Linked DNA regions of Rattus norvegicus: region 2 is linked to region 1. The links are chromatin contacts, called in public Hi-C maps. All regions are on one chromosome and are shown on one strand. The core of a region is the stretch at or near the end of the contact, and the rest is flanking DNA. Distances in the headings are between cores, read along the strand shown. Region 1 holds the start of Gamt (guanidinoacetate N-methyltransferase). Region 2 holds the start of Cnn2 (calponin 2).

Region 1 (2,605 bases), core at 27-2,526:
CCCATGATCTCCCAGTCCCGGGGGGTTACTCCCAGCCTGTACTCCAGTGACAGAAGGTACCTTATGTGGCTGCTTCAGGGCCCAGTTTTGTAGACGCTGGAAGACCCCATCGTTGCATTCAATAATCCAGTGTTCCTTTATGGGGGCCTGCTGCACCCTGGAGGCTGCAATGGCCATCCCAAAGCCCACTTCCAGGACCCGGCCCCCTAGGAGGACAAAACACTACAGCTGGCATGGGTGGGGGAGGGGGACTTGGATGGGAGGCCTGGCTCACACATGCCTCAAGGACAGCCAGCCAGCAGTGGGTGGACAGAACAAAGTAGCACAGAGAGTGTGGGCCCTGGCCAGCTGCCAATCAGAGCGGCGAGCCTGGGAGCCTAGGGACTGGCCACTGCTTTTGGGCTTGGCCCCAGGGATCCCTGGACTCTGAGCCCATGCCCACCCACGCTATTTGTGCTATGGCCCTACTGTGGGGTTAGAAAGGGCCAAGCCTGGTTCTGAGGCCCGACACCTGTAACCCCTCCATGTTTCATTCCGCACTTGATACCAGGTCCTCATGTGCTCCGGGTGAACTTTGAAGCCCTTTGGCTATTGACCTGTTTGAGGCTGGGGTGTCCCAGACACCACCCCTCGTCCAGAAGTTCAGGGCCATAGCACCGGACAGCTGCCTCTCTGCTCCGTTTTCCCAAGCTATTCTTAGCAACAGCCTGGGGAAACTCGGAGGTTCCCGACCCGCACAAGTCCCACGCCCCTCCACTCTGTCTCTAAGCTCCACTCGAGGCTGTGGTCCGAAGATCCACCCTCCAACCCAGCTCCGGGAAGTAGAAGTCTTTTTCCCCAGGAGAGGAAGTTCTAGTTCGGAGCCGGCTTCTCTTGCCTGCGTCTACATTTTGCCAACACTCTTCCCTTCCCTGCCAAGGTAACCCCAAGGCAGCTCAGTGCCTCAGGTAAGGAAACTGAGGCATGCAGCATGCATGGGAACTCCTACACTCCTAAACTGTAGCCTCCGTTTCTTCTGGGCAGAGTACCTCTGGAGGCAGCAGCAGCCGCCAGCGAATGCATGTAGGGGGTCTCCCAACGCTCCATTACTGGCTTGCCCAGGATCTGCAGGTGCGTGTCAGACGTATCATAGGCCGCGGGGGCCGCGCGCCACGCGGGGCCGCAGTCCTCGCCAGGCGCGAAAAGCGGGCTGGCTGCAGAAGAACTCATGGTGAGGCTGTGCACACCAGGCCAGGAGAGTACGGCTGCGGAACCACCAGGCTGGAGGAGGCGGGGTGGGGCGGCGCCTCTGCAAAGAGGAGTTTAGCCTTGCACTGGGGTGGGTGGGAGCCTGAGGCGGGGGCGGGACCTGTGTGCCCCGAGGGAGTCCAGTGCTGGGCCGGGTGGGCGGGGCCTATTAGCTGGGGCGGGCCTTGCTGGGATAGGGAGGGTCCAGTCATTAGAAAAGGGTTGGGCCTTGATCCGGGAGGGTGGCCAGCCTAGTACTGGGCTGGGCCTGGGTGGATGGAGTCTGAGGGCAGGGTGGAGCGTGCTCAGGGTAGGGGCTACTGGCTGGAACCCGGAGTAAAGTTCTGTGAGGGGCGGATCTATGGAATGGGATAGGTCCTGCAGTGGTGGGCTGGGGAGGAGTCCAACCTTTTTGCTATGGATGGGGCCAGACCTGTGGGCTGGGACAGAATCCAGACTTGTATGAGGGATGCAGGCAGGAGCCATACAGGATGGAGCCTGTAGGGTAGGGCAGAGTCCAGCCTTCTGCTAGGGGCGGGACCGGAGCAATGGGGTGGGGTCATCTTTCTGCTAAGTATGAGAGAAGAAGCTAAGGAACGGGGCCAGCCGGCTGGGACGGTGATGTCCAGCTTTCTGCTACGGATGAGGACAGAGCCATGGGGTAGGTGTTTATGGGATAGGATGAAATCCAAGCCTTCTGCTAGTGGCGAAGCCTAGTCTTCTCCCACGGGTGGGGCCTAGCCTGGTAGAGGCAAAACTGGAGCCCCGGCCTAGCTTTCCGCTAGGGTGAGGTTGGCGCCCAGGAGGCCGGGCCTGAGGGCCGGGGTAGTTGTTCGTGGGTGGAGCTGAATCCAGTCTTTTATTATGAGTGGGGCGGAGCCTACGGGCCTGGGCGGAGCCTAGTTATCTAGACAGGAAGTTGTAGCCTTGAGGGGCGAAGTGCGTGCGGTGTAGGGAGGGACGCTTAGAGACTACCAGTGGGACCAGTGCCACCGAAAGAAGTACTGTTGTGGCTTCTGCGAGGTGCGGGGCAAGCTCCCTGGTACCAGACATTTGGAATGAAGCTTGACTTTCTGCATTTGCTTGGCTGGCTGACAAGGGTACTCTACTTACTGTCTGAAGAGGCTGTGAAACTTGCTGATCCTAGCGTGCCCTCCACGATGCTCCTCAAATCAAAAAGTTGATTTTTTTTATTTCTCTTTAATCTGTTTATTTAGAGACAGGAGCTCCTGGCTGGCCTGGAGCTTGCTGTGTAGGCCAAGATGGCCCCAAACTCACAGAGTTCTGTCTGATTCTACCTCTGAACTGCTGGGATTAAAGGCGTGTGCCGCCATGCCTGGCTGGATGCCTCAAGTTTAGACACTCGTTGGCCTGGTGA
Region 2 (2,605 bases), core at 51-2,550, 270 kb before region 1:
AGCTGCTGTTTCAGGGCTCAGCACAGTGCCTGGACGCCCTGATACCCTGCTAAGCCTGGTGTGTATTCCGTACAGCATGACCTCTCTGACAAGTGCTTTCTTTATTCCGAAAAGGTCTTCGGTGTCCCGACAGCTGGGGCTTCCTGCCTGGTCACAGGAACCTGCACTGTTCACAGCTTGGGATTCTCTGGAGTCTGCTGCCCCACTGCACAAACTCGAAAACAACGGCAGGGCCCAGAGAGGAAGGATTTGTCCAAACCACAGAAACCCAGAGAGCTGAGAAGACAACCACCCTTCAGAAGTATCCAACTCCTACTCATGCTTCCACCCCATGGCCAAGGTCTCTCTGTCAAGCCGTGAGAGTCCTTCGAGACCCTCAGGAAGGAGTGTAGTGCCTGTGTCCTGTGGGTGGGGCACGACCCCCGACCCTCAGGAATGTCAACTACACAGGGACCAACTTGATGTAGGGTCTTCTGTAGCCCAGGTTGACCATGAACTCTGTCTGTAGCCAAAGATGACTTTGAACTCCTGATGCTGGAGGCTCGGCCTCCCAGCTCTGGATTGACAGGCGAGCGTGCATTCATTGATCCATCTACAGATGCAGGTTGAGCGCAGGCACTTACTGAAACCCCACTGTATAGCAGGACAGCCCAGGACACCTCATGACCTCATCCTGGGCCTCTCCACCCCCACAGCCTCACAGCCAGCAACCCTCAGTCCTTCTGGGAGCCCCACCCCACCCCTAACCCCACCGCCAGGCGAGTCCCTTCTCCCACTCTCCGACTTTTGCACTTGTCATCTACCAAAAAGTCGTTTCATTTTGGGTTGGGAAACTCCTACTCATCGGTCAAAGCTCCAACTCCCGAGGCCTCCTCCTCTGAGGAGCCTGCCCTGATTCCAGTCTATACCGCCCCAGCACCCCTCGCTCCCACTATGAGTTGTCGGGAGAGGGAACAAGATGCTGGAAAGTGCCGGTAGTAGCAGAGAAGGGCTCCCAACCAGATTTTAGGGTTCAGGGTCCCACCCAACAGTTCCCTGTCTCTCACTATGGTACAGGAGGAGTAAACTGAAGCCCAGGCCACTCGCTGCCTCAGTTTCCCGTAACTCCAAAGGCAACCGTGGGCCCCTCCTGCCCGGCCGGGATGCTGGGGTGGCTCCGGCGGGCGGGGGTCCCGTCGGCCGAGCGGGGCTCAGGAAGTCGCGGCCACAGGAATTCGGCGCTTCCACGCCTTATAAGGGCATTTGCCCCGCCAGCCAATCGGCGGCGGGGGCGGCGCTCAGCCCTGTCCCGGGCCGTTCGCCCGCAGCCGGTCCCTCTGCCGGTCCCTCTGGTCTGCCTGTCCCGCGCCAGGGTCCCGCGCCATGAGCTCCACGCAGTTCAACAAGGGTCCGTCCTACGGGCTCTCGGCCGAGGTCAAGAACCGGGTGAGTGGGCGCGGGGTCCCGCCAGCCTCGAACGCACAGACCGATGCAGGAGCCGGGCTAGCCTGGCTTTGCTTTACCCTGACATCCGGAGGGTCTGGGGATGCTGTGGGGAACTGTGGCGTCTGGGAGGCTTGGGACCCATTTTATCCGCATCCCAGGGTGTCTCCTCCAGCCTCGCCCTGAACCTCTGGGTCCCGCCACCCCCGCCCCCTGACTTCTTGCACTCTGAGTTCCTTGAAGGATGAGTTAAAGCCTGGGAGAGAGAAAGTGAGCGCAAGTGAGCGAGCCGGGGGTTTGAGAGTACCCCCTCCCCCTGAGGCCCCATCTTCATTACCTGTCGAAACTTCCCGTTTCATCAAGCCACTTAAGTTGGGGACAGGGAAGGGGGCGGGGCCGGTGGCTTTCTTAGCAGGGTGTGGCTCCCTTCCAGGACTCTCTCTCTCTCTCTCTCACACACACACACACACACACACACACACACACACCCCTACACCTGGGAAAAGGCTCACTGAGATGAACCTCAAACGCAGGAGGATAGTGATGTCACTAGTTTCAGAGGGACATCTGGAGAGGCACACACCACGGTGCCCTGAGCCCATGAGGGAGACACTGATTCCAGACTTAGGGGGCTCAGGCCTGACATCAGGCCTGACATCCTGAAACCTTCCAGATAGATCTGCCGACCAAACATACACACACCCGGCACCTGGGAATGCAAATTTCACACTCAGCAAAGCCAGCAAAGCCGAGCAACCTGCCTAGGCCTGCTGAAGCTACGAGCCCGACCCACCACCGCCTGGCACTAGCCAGGTCCCCACCAGTGACACGAGAAGCATACTTACCTCATGCCACCCGTGTTGCTATCCTCAGCCTGGTAGAGACAAGCTGCTATTTCAGTTCCCATCTCGAGCTCAGAGAGGTTGCGCTAGCTCCCCAGAGACACACAGCATGCGCAGGTCTGATGGCCCTGCCCAATTCCTACAGAGCGGGTTGGACACCTCAGAAAGTGAAAGAAAGAATGGGAAAAGGCCCGAGGATAGAGCTTTAGGAGCTGGGTGGGGCCAGGGACCGGTCAGCACCTGCTGCACGGGGAGGGGGAGGACGGGGGGGGGGCGAAGGATGAGGTCTCAGACTCTCAGACTCCCTCTGACTGGGGAGCTGTTGGGAAATGGAGTGGCCT

The links. A called contact is a pair of places that touch in the nucleus more often than the background predicts.
Region 2: a contact with region 1 is called in a Hi-C map of psoas muscle, with 1.9 times the contacts expected there. The contact joins the promoter of Cnn2 here to the promoter of Gamt in region 1. A contact is called at or near these places in 2 of 12 Hi-C or Micro-C datasets (mammary epithelial cells and psoas muscle).

The regions. Positions count from the first base shown.
Region 1 is chr7:10,097,955-10,100,559 of GRCr8, reverse strand. It overlaps Gamt (guanidinoacetate N-methyltransferase), which reads right to left and starts at 1,276. Exons shown (of 6, transcript NM_012793.3): 1 at 1,029-1,276; 2 at 61-206. The coding sequence starts at 1,209. It also overlaps a transcript of Dazap1 not described here.
Region 2 is chr7:10,369,007-10,371,611 of GRCr8, reverse strand. It overlaps Cnn2 (calponin 2), which reads left to right and starts at 1,300. Exons shown (of 7, transcript NM_001399010.1): 1 at 1,300-1,425. The coding sequence starts at 1,363.